Linked DNA regions of Bos taurus: region 2 is linked to region 1. Evidence: chromatin contacts called from public Hi-C data. All regions are on one chromosome and are shown on one strand. Each heading gives the region's core, a stretch centred on a gene start, on an enhancer-like site or on the middle of the called end of the contact. The rest is flanking DNA. Distances are from core to core; before and after follow the strand shown.

The links. A called contact is a pair of places that touch in the nucleus more often than the background predicts.
Region 2: a Hi-C map of liver shows a contact between it and region 1, with 2.1 times the contacts expected there. The contact joins two enhancer-like sites. A contact is called at or near these places in 2 of 11 Hi-C or Micro-C datasets (8-cell embryo and liver).

Annotation. Positions count from the first base shown.
Region 1 is chr8:7,942,589-7,947,844 of ARS-UCD2.0, forward strand. No RefSeq gene overlaps it. Among named protein-coding and RNA genes, the nearest start is that of TDH, 26 kb to the right of the region's middle. Within about 2 kb of position 2,588, at least 3 of the 102 cell types and tissues checked have an H3K27ac peak or open chromatin away from gene starts, as enhancers often do. A contact at or near this core is called in liver, where this site is marked.
Region 2 is chr8:8,085,101-8,090,410 of ARS-UCD2.0, forward strand. It overlaps a transcript of MTMR9 not described here. Among named protein-coding and RNA genes, the nearest start is that of MTMR9, 24 kb to the left of the region's middle. Within about 2 kb of position 2,876, at least 2 of the 102 cell types and tissues checked have an H3K27ac peak or open chromatin away from gene starts, as enhancers often do. A contact at or near this core is called in liver, where this site is marked.

The DNA of each region.
Region 1 (5,256 bases), core at 1,338-3,837:
ATGGTTCTGCCTCTTGAGCTGGTTGGTGGCCACACAGGACTTTGCTTTATAAGTATTTCTTAAACTGGACTTTGAACTGTATGCACTTTCCTATAGATATGTTCTACCGTACAGTTTCCCCTATTATACAGAGTGAAGTAAGCCAGAAAGAAAAACACCAATACAGTATACTAACGCATATATATGGAATTTAGAAAGATGGTAATGATAACCCCGGAGAAGGCGATGGCACCCCACTCCAGTACTCTTGCCTGGAAAATCCTATGGATGGAGGAGCCTGGTAGGCTGCAGTCCATGGGGTCGCTAAGAGTCGGACACGACTGAGGGACTTCACTTTCACTTTTCACTTTCATGCATTGGAGAAGGAAACGGCAACCCACTCCAGTGTTCTTGCCTGGAGAATCCCAGGGATGGGGGAGCCTGGTGGGCTGCTGTCTGTGGGGTCGCACAGAGTCGGACACAACTGAAGTGACTTAGCAGCAGCTGCAGCAGCAACGATAACCCTGTATGCAAGACAGCAAAAGAGACACAGATGTATAGAACAGTCTTTTGGACTCTGTGGGAGAGGGCGAGGGTGGGATAGTTTGGGAGAATGGCATTGAAACATGTGTATTATCATATGTGAAACGAATCGCCAGTCCAGGTTCGATGCATGATACAGGATGCATGGGGCTGGTGGACTGGAATGACCCAGAGGGATGGGGAACACGTGTACACCTGTGGCAGATTCACATCAATGTATGGTAAAAACCAATACAATATTGTAAAGTAATTAGCCTCCAATTAAAATAAATAAATTTATATTAAAAAAAGAATTAATAAAAAAATAAATTAAAAGTAAAGCTATAGAAACAATATCAGGTGCTGAATAAATGCTAGTTTAGTTACCCCTACCCGCATAACATTTCAGTTCTCATCTTTCTTAAAAATCCTTTGATTCTCAACTATCACAGATCTCTCTCCCTTTCCAGCCAAGCTCCTAAAATGGCTGATGTGAACCTGCCCCTCTGCTCCTTTCTCCCAAGTCTGTGAGATGTGGAGCTGAGCTGCCATGGGTGTCAGGCTGCGCCTGGACAGATCTGATCAGCCACTGGGTTTCTGAGGGGCTGGGCCACCGCTTGCCACGTGGTCACGGGCAGTCAGAGGGGGTGGATCTCCTTCCCCACCGCAGGGAGCGCCCTCCCGACACTTGTCAACCTCATCCCAGTGCACGAGGGTGCTCCCTGGGCACAATCCCAGGTGAGAGGTTCTGTAAATGATCCAAAGCAATATCTTGCACCAGTGTTGTTGTTTAGTCACTCAGTCGCGTCCAAATCTTTGTGACCCCATAGACTGCAGCACGCCAGGCTTCCTTGTCCTTCACTATCTCCCTGAGTTTGTGCAAACTCATGTCTGTTGAGTCAGTGATGCCATCCAACCATCTCATCCTTTGTCACCCCCTTCTCCTCCTGCCCCCAATCTTTCCCAGTATCAGGGTCTTTTCCAATAAGTAGGCTCTTCGCATCAGGTGGCCAAAGTATTGGAGCTTCAGCTTCAGCATCAGTCCTTCCAAATTCAGGGTTGATTTCCTTTAGGATTGACTGGTTTGAGCTCCTTGCTGTCCAAGGGACTCTCAAGAGTCTTCTCCAACACCTCAGTTCAAAAGCATAAATTCTTCTGGGAGTAATTCATCCATTTGAAGAAATACACTGCTTTCTCAGCTCCATACCTGAAGAATCTGCCAGGAGGAAAGCTCCAGAAAAAGAATTCTTACCCACCAGTCACCCACTACACACCAGGATCTTCTCAAACACCAGCCTATGCAATTCGTCTTCCAGTCCTACAAACTGGGCGCTGTGACTGTCCACATTTTGCAGGCGAGGACACTGAGGTTCAGAGGAGGTGAGTAACCTGCAGTGGGTCAGCTGGGTGGGAGGGTGGAGTCAGGATTTGCAACCACAACTGTGTGTCTCCCTTGGCCACACCTTTTCTGGGATCAAGCTTACCAGCATTTCTCCAAAATGTCCGTGTGCCTGAGAGTTGCCTGGGTTCCTGTTAATTCTAATTAAAACTCACAGGTCTGTGACCTCAGAGTCTGCATTTCTAACAAGCTCCCAGGGATGGTGCTGCAGCCGGTAGACCTCACTTTGAGTAGCAAGACAGGAGAACAGGCAGAATCAAGCATACATGTAACCCAGGGAGTCACTGGGGTCTCCCTGGTTTAAGGGTGCATCAGGTAAATTGGAAGGACTGAATGTTTGTGTGTCCCCAAAATTCATGTTGAATCCTAATCCAGGTTGTGATGGGATGAGGAGATGGGGCCTCTGGGAGGTGATTAGGTTAAGAGGATGAGCCATCAGAGAGGGGAATTAGTGTCCTTATAAAAGAGACCCCCTCAAGGGACCCCTTGCCTCCACTGCATGAGGACACAGTGAGAAGACGGCCGTCTATGAACCAGCACCCAGTGAAAAGCCCTTGGGGAGACTTTCAGCCTGCCCTTCCAGGGTGCGCCTTTCCCACACTTTCTACTGATGCCCCGCTGGGGTGTTTTTGTTCACAGGCATACTTGGAGATGAGTTCAGGGTTCAGGTTGCTCTCTGATCAGAGGTGAGGAACTGGTAACCCCCACTCTCTGTTCGATCTGACCCGAGGTTGCTGGGTCGCATCCACCCCCAATACTGGTGCCACCGTTTCCGACCTGGTTATTTGTTCTCATTTCCCAACAACAACCAGCATAGCTTCCCTCCTTCCCACTTGTGAAATTAACTGCACAAAGAATGAGAAGTCAGGGTTTTTCATGTTTCTAAGTTCCTTAGCTACGATTTTTGCCATAAACTACTCCTGTAATAACTGGCTCAGGCAACCTGACCCGATTTCCCCAATGCACAGTCCATACTTCTTGGCAGATGCCTTCTGAGTCTTAACCACGTGCAGAACTTGCTTCTTTCTTCCAGGGTTACACAGCAGGAACGCTGGCATGGCATCTTAGCAAATCGCTATTGTATGACACGGTGCTGGCACGGAGTTGGAGGCCTTGGCTGCTTTGACAGCACATAGAATTCCTGAGCCCGCAGGTACTCGACTGATCACCATCCCCTCTCCACTATGTCCCATCACAAGCTGGAGACATTTGCTAAACACAGGTTCAGAGCTGCCTGCCCCGGGATGCTGCTCCCCTGCACACGGCTCTGGTGTCTGCAAGCACAGGCTCTACCAGGGTTCCCACCAGTGAGACAAAATGTCCAAGGGGCCGAGATTTGAAAACGGTGGATCTTGACAACAGACCCCCCAGGGGACCCTAGACAGGGAGGAATTGTCACCCTTGGATCCATTGACCCACATAAGCACTACAGGACCTCGGGAGCAGGGAGATGAGGAGAGAAGCCAAAGGGGCCTGTTGAGATGAGGCCAAACACACCCGGCACCTCGGCGACAAGACCACATCCAGCCCCCTCTCTGGGAGCGCCACCAGCTTCATAGGCAGTGTTGACTCTGGCAGGAGGAGAGGATGCTATCAGCTCACAAGGTCTGAGCCTCAAGGCAAGGGCAGAGAGGCTGATAAGCTAAGTGGGGCCTGGGAACTGTGCCAGGCACGGGCACACGACCTACCGTGCTTTGTCCTGGCCGACCACAGCTGGGGCTGTGGACGACTGTCCGGCTGTGGCCTGGTACCCAGGGCCCAGTGGCAGGGGGTCGGGGGAGATGGCCAGCCTAGCCCCCCAGATGTGCCCCCTAACGTGAGTTGTCTGCATTTTCCTCCAAATTCATACACGAGGATCCCTCACATGATGGTTCTTTATCCGTTGTGTTGGAGAAGGACCCTTTGAGAATCTGATGACAGCCAGCACCTTCTACTCTGAAAAATGTAGCATTTATGTGCAGCTGAGAGTTTGTTTTTTGATCCCTATTTAATCAATCCCTGGGTCAGGAAGATCCCCTGGAGGAGGGCATGGCAACCCACTCCAGTATTCTTGCCTGAAGAATCCCATGGACAGAGGAGCCTGGCGGGCTACAGTCCATGGGATCGCAAAGAGTCAGACATGACTGAGTGACTAACACGTTCACTTTCACTTTCACTCACACTCACACTCAAACCCTGACTGAAGGGGTCCAGGGAGCATCTGGGGGGTGGCACACCCAGGGAGGGCATGACAGCTCTGCACCCTCCCTACACCCTGCCTCGTGTGTCTCCTCCATCTAGCTGATCCTCCTTAGGTGTTTTATCAGGTTATTGCCTAAAGGCCTCCCTGTCCTGGATGGCTCCAAGGATGCCGTCGTACAGGTCCCAGATTCTGGGGACAGACCTGGAGGACTTCGCCTGGGTTCCCTCTCCTTTTCCTGGATGTTCCCGTCTCTTTCCAGCATGCCTCAATCCCAGCCCTTCATCACCTGCCTCGCCTCCTGCTGCAGGGCTCTCCCCAATCCAGATCCCTCAGACTGGTGGCTGGGTTCTCCTAAGACCCACAGTCCCCTTCATATGGGGTTCCTCAGCCACACCTGCAGCTCAGGCTCTGCACTATGCCAGCTGCTACAGGATGTGGGAGGAAAAGGGAGGTTTATCCCCCTTTACTAAGGGATCCTGGTGCCTTGATTCCTGCAGCGTTAAAGGTAAGTCAGGTGTTTCCAGGCAGTGGAGTTGGACAGGGTATCAGCAAAAGGCCAAAGCTTTCCTTGTAGATCAGCTGGTGAAGAATATGCCTACAATGCAGGAGACCCCGGTTCAATTCCTGGATCAGGAAGATCTCCTGGAGAAGGGATAGGCTACCCACTCCAGTATTCTTGGGCTTCCCTGGTGGCACAGATGATAAAGAATCCACCTGCGATGCTGGGTACCTGGGTTCCATCCCTGGGTTGGGAAGATCCCCTGGAGAAGGGCAAGGCAACCCACTCCAGTGTTCTTGCCTGGAAAAATCCCCATGGACAAAGGAGCCTGGTGGGCTACAGTCCATGGGGTTGCAAAGAGTCGGACACGACTGAGCGACAAATCACACAAAGGTGAAAATGTTCAGTGAGCAGTAACCGGATCGACAGGTTTCCAGATGGCTGCATGGATGAGAGCCCAGCACCCTGTCACCAGAGCAGGAAGAAACACATCCCGTTTCCGGGTCTCTGCTGCATCTGGCTTCAAGCAGGGGTGAGCTTCCGGGGTTCTGACTGTGTCCTTTTCATCCTGCCTGTGTCAGGTTCCAGGAAAGGAGAAAGCGAAATGCCATTCTTGGGTCTTTCCCTCAGAGTTCTCCTGGCTTCATGGGGAGGCAGGTGAGCATCAGACTTCAT
Region 2 (5,310 bases), core at 1,626-4,125, 140 kb after region 1:
TCCTCTGCCCACCTCTCCTTACCCCACCCACATTTGAAGCCTTGAATAACACTAACCTGATTTCTTTTTTTTTAATTTAATTTAAGTGTTTATTGATTGATTTGGCCACATCAAATCTTGTTTGTCACACAGAGGATCTTCAGTTGCAGTATATGGGATTTAGTTCCCTGAAAGTGAAAGTTGCTCAGTTGTGTCTGACTCTTTGTGACCCCACGGACTATACCGTCCATGGAATTCTCCAGGCCAGAATACTGGAATGGGTAGCCTTTCCCTTCTCCAGGGAATGGAGACACTCCTTTCCCAACCCAAGGGTTGAACCCAGGTCTCCCGCATTGCAGGTGGATTCTTTACCTACTGAGCTATCAGGGACACCCCTAGTTCTCCAACTAGGGATCAAACCTATACCCCCGTGCTCCATGTATTACGAGCACAGAGTCTTAGCCACTGGACCACCAGAGAGGTCCCAACACTAACTGGATTTCTAACAGCTCAAGGCCACAGCCCTAAGATGACTCTATTCACCTTAAAGCTCTTGCCTAAAAAACCTCAAGCCTAAAAAGAATTTAGTGTTTGTTCTGCCTGAAACCTGATGACAGGTCCTGACCTGACCTTACAGAACATTTCCTAAAAAGGGCCTACAGTTGTGAATCCTTCCTCTGTCCCTTTGAGAGAGAGATATATATATATATCTCCTACAACTCAGGAGTGTCTTTCTCAAGGACCTGCAAGCCACTCCTTTGAAATGCAATCCTCAGGAAGGAGAGGTCCCCATCTCTCAGTCTGTGGGGGGATACCCTCCTAACTTGATAATTACCAACAAACCCAGAGACCTGATCACTGAACTGTGTCCCCCAAAATTCATGTTTTGACGTTTTAAACCCCAGGACCTCAGAATGTGACTGTTTGTAGGTGATTAAAGTTTTAAGAGATGATTAAAGTTAAACAAAGTCTTTGAAAAGTGTTAGTCTCTCAGTCATGTCTGACTCTTTGTGACCCCATGGAGTATAGCCCACCAGGCGCCTCTGTGCATGGGATTTTGCAAGCAAGAATATTGGAGTGGGTTGACATTTCCTCCTCTGGGGATCTTCCTAACCCAGGGATCAAACACAGGTCTCCTGAATTGCAGGTGAAGTCTACAGTGGCCCTAACCCAATATGTCTAAAGCCTTTTTTTTTTTTTCTTGTTTTCTTTCTTTGCTACACCCTACAGCATGTGGGACCTTAGATTCCCCAATCAGGGATCGAACCCATGCCCCCTGCAATGGAAGTGCAGTGTCTTAACCACTGGACTGCCAGGGAAGTCCTTAATATGGCTAAAGCCTTTACTGCTGCTGCTGCCTTTACTAGAAGAGAATAACTGGACACAGACATGCAAAGGGAGGGCCATGTGCAGACACAGGGAGAAGGCAGCTGTCTACAAGCCACAGAAGAGAGGCCTCAGGAGAAACCAACCCTTCCAACACTTGACCTTGGACTTCCAACCTCCAGAACTATGGAAGAAATAAGCTGTTGTTTAAATCTACTTGCGGTACTTTATTATGGCAGTCCTAGCAGACTAATGTAGATGGTCTTTTTTATTTAAAAGACAACAACCACCTGTGTAACAACAAAGATTAAGAACTAATTGACAAAGGTCAACAAAGACAGCTCTGGTCCTTCTCACTCCCCCATCTTGGTTCTTTAGGTGATGCTGTAGTATAAACTAGTTGAGGCATCCCCATTATGATAACCGCTCCTCAGCACTTATTCCTTCTGCCCATTCAGCTGGTCTCCTGTAGATGTTATTTTCCCCTCTCTTTCTTACCGAACTGCACTCTGAAGATGACTGCCCTCTGGTTAAAGTTGTACTATGACCTGATGTTTACCTCTCCAAGACAACGCTTCCTAGCACCCCTTTCCTTTGTGGGCATTCTTCATTCCAGAAAGAAGGTCATGAAACGACAACCTTGCGGATCACCAGAACCTATTCTGGAGCCACATGATGCTGGCCCTAATGATCTCAGCCGGCATCTGAGGAAAGCAGACGGCAAGACCACATCAGCCCTGATCCTTATCTCCCACCCTGAAACTACAAGACCCCTTCCTCGTTCCCAGGAAGGAGGGCATGGTCTTGTGGGTATTAGCCTGCCGGGACCCCCTTTGCTGCGCAAAGTGATAAAGCTTCTCTTTTCTCCACCTCCAAGGCTCTTTCTCCATGCTTCTGTTTGGCACCAGGGCACAGAGCCCAGGTTTTCAGCAACAGTGACACAGGTCTCATCTGTCTCATGTTTGGGTCACAGCTCATCAGCTTGCCCTCATAGCCTCCGCATCTCGGTGGTAGCCTCATCCTGGACACAGTCTTCCATGTCTGTCTGCTGCAGGAGAATCACTAAAGGAGCCGGGGAACGTGGCCTAAGCAGAGCCTGGACCCCTAAGTCTGGGTCACTTTACCAGAGGGTATTCCCTGGGGACAACTGTGTGGGCCAGGCTGTGGCCCACAGGCCGTCAGCTGCAAGAAGGAAGTGGAACCCTGCCTCAACACTTAGCACCTGTGTGAACTCAGGCAACTTACTGAACCTCTCTGAGCTTCAGGTTCCCACCTATCCAATGAAGAACACAGGCCTCCCAGAGCTATCAAGAGGATTAAATAAAATCACATAATTATTTAAAATACATAACAGCGGCCAGGGACTTCCCTGGTGGTCCCGTCATGAAAACTTCGCACTTGCAATGCAGGGTGCCCTGGTTTCATCCATGGTCGGGGAACTATGATTCCATATGCCACCGGGCGCAGCCACAAGTAAATACAAATAAATCAAAGTGCCCGGTACAGGATGTGCTCCTGCTACATATCAACTATTAACAAAATTGAAAGCAGGGCACTGTTTGCAGTTCAGCTGGGCACCTTCTCTTTTGATCCTAGCACTGTTCTCAGAAAGCTTAAACGGTTTGTGATGGTGAGAAATACAGATCCCCTCCCCTTTAATGGATTCCAGGAAAGGGCGTTTTGATAGCCCGCCTCCTCCAAGGTGACCTGCGCAGGTCCTCTAGGAAGGCAGGTCTGAGGTGCAGGACGACGGCCCTGCAGGCGCAGACACTGCCCCCCTTTTTATTTCCCACATTGTACAGCATGTGTGATCTTAGTTCCTCAACCAGGGATCAAACCCACACTCCCTGCGCCCTTGCATTGGGAGGGCAGAGTCTTAACCCCTGGGCCCCAGGGGAAGTCCCAAGACTGCTTTCTACATCCTGCTCTTTGACTGTTTTTGTTTGAGAGCCTCCTCCTGCGTGTCTTCATCCCCTCAGGGTGACCCTGACAGCAACAACAGATCATTCTTGGCTGTAGGAGGTGTTTCTTAAACTGTGGGGGACAAAACATTTACACTAGGATTTCCTGAGCTAAACCCCAGGCTCTTCCCCAAGCCTCCTGAATCAAACCCTCTGGAAGCCTAAGCTTGTGTTTTAAGAGTTTTAATATTATTTAGTATAAGAAAGTTATATAAAAATCTATATTTCAGATTCACCTAATACTACTAATCAATTATGAATTTTGCTTTTTAAAATTTATACATCTGATTTTATCATAATGTACAATATAATTTAAATATAACATCTTAGTTATGCAATTATTATCCTACCACAAGCTTGACTGAATAGGATGTCCTAAATTTCTTATACTTGTCAGGTTATCATTACTTACATGGTATATTTAAGACGGTAAATACAAGCCTGAGTATTCATGAGAGTTACAACTAATGGATTTGTGTAAAATCCTGCAAACCAATGCAAACCAATGGACTCACCCCACCTTTTCTGCCTGGATAAGGTTTACAGTGTTGCATTTCCTGTAAGTTTTTAATAATAACCATGATTATGTATTTTTTAATGTCAACAGATCCCTAATTGACCTGAGACCTTAAGTTCCAACTGAGGAGACTGGGGAGTAATTTCTATGTATCTGGAAATTTCCCAAAGAAAAAAATTTTAATTTATAAGAAAAAAAAGAAACTAAGCTCATGTTCACATGGTTTGGGCTTATGTATTCCTGCCATATGAACACATATGACACTTCATGACACTCACAAAGAAAGTAAAAATCATAAACGTTGCTTAATAACGTTCTTGATAAGAGTTTCAAAGGGTTAAATAACTCTGGCCTTTAAACACTGTTTGGGTACAAGGCTATCAGGAGCAAGGCGTGGAGAGACTCTGGGAGGAAGATGTGATGGGCCCCGAAAGCCTGCAGACAGAGCTCTCTGCCGCAGTGGGAGAGCACCTGTCCTGGACCAGTCCTGGGCCATCATAAGGGAGGGCGGCGCCTGTGAGGAGCATGGTGTCCACCTGGAGCGCGGTACCCCACTCTTTGCATGAATGAATGAACGATGCCCGGCTGATCCTGCGGTAGATGGTGAGCTGCCAGCCTCGATGTTGTCCCTGCGCTCCTCAGTGACAGGTGATGGCTGTGAGCTGTGCCTGCCGCATCCCCTGGGGTGTGCTCTGGCCTCTCCTAAGAGTCTGCTAACATTTGTACAGACTCCGTTTAGGTCTTGGATCCTCCCCACTTTATGCAAATTCCTAACGGTGGTAATATTACCTTCAGGACTGGTTACTATAAAATATATTAGGTCAAGACAATGGACACTTCCTGTTTTTTGATACCTTTGTTTTTATCTTAATAAATTGATCGTTTCTCTTTTTAAATTAATAGACTCTTTATCTCCCTCCTAATCCTTTTATCCTATCCACACCGACTCTGAAGTTTCCCCTATTATTTACATCTTTTATTAGTGGGGTACATTTGTTGATTACCAATACTGAAGCATTGTTAACAACTAAATCCACATTTTACATTAGTGTTCACTCTTTAGTCAGTTCAGTTCAGTCACTCAGTCTTGTCTGATTCTTTGCGACCCCATGGACTGCAGCACGCCAGGCCTCCCTGTCCATCACCAACACCAAGCTTGCTCAAACTCATGTCCATCGAGTCAATGATGCCATCCAACCATCTCATCCTCTGTCATCCCCTTCTTCTCCTGCCTTCAATCTTTCCCAGCAGTAGGGTCTTTTCCAATGAGTCACCTCTTCACATCTGGTAGACAAAGTATTGGAGATTCAGCTTCAGTGTCAGTCCTACCAATGAACATCCAGGACTGATCTCCTTTAGGATGGACTGGTTGGATCTCCTTGCAGTCCAAGGGACTCTCAAGACTCTTCTCCAACACCACTTTTCAAAAGCATCAATTCTTTGGCGCTCAGCTTTTTTTATAGTCCAACTCTCACATCCATACATGACGACTGGAAAAACCATAGCTTTGACTAGATACTCTCTACT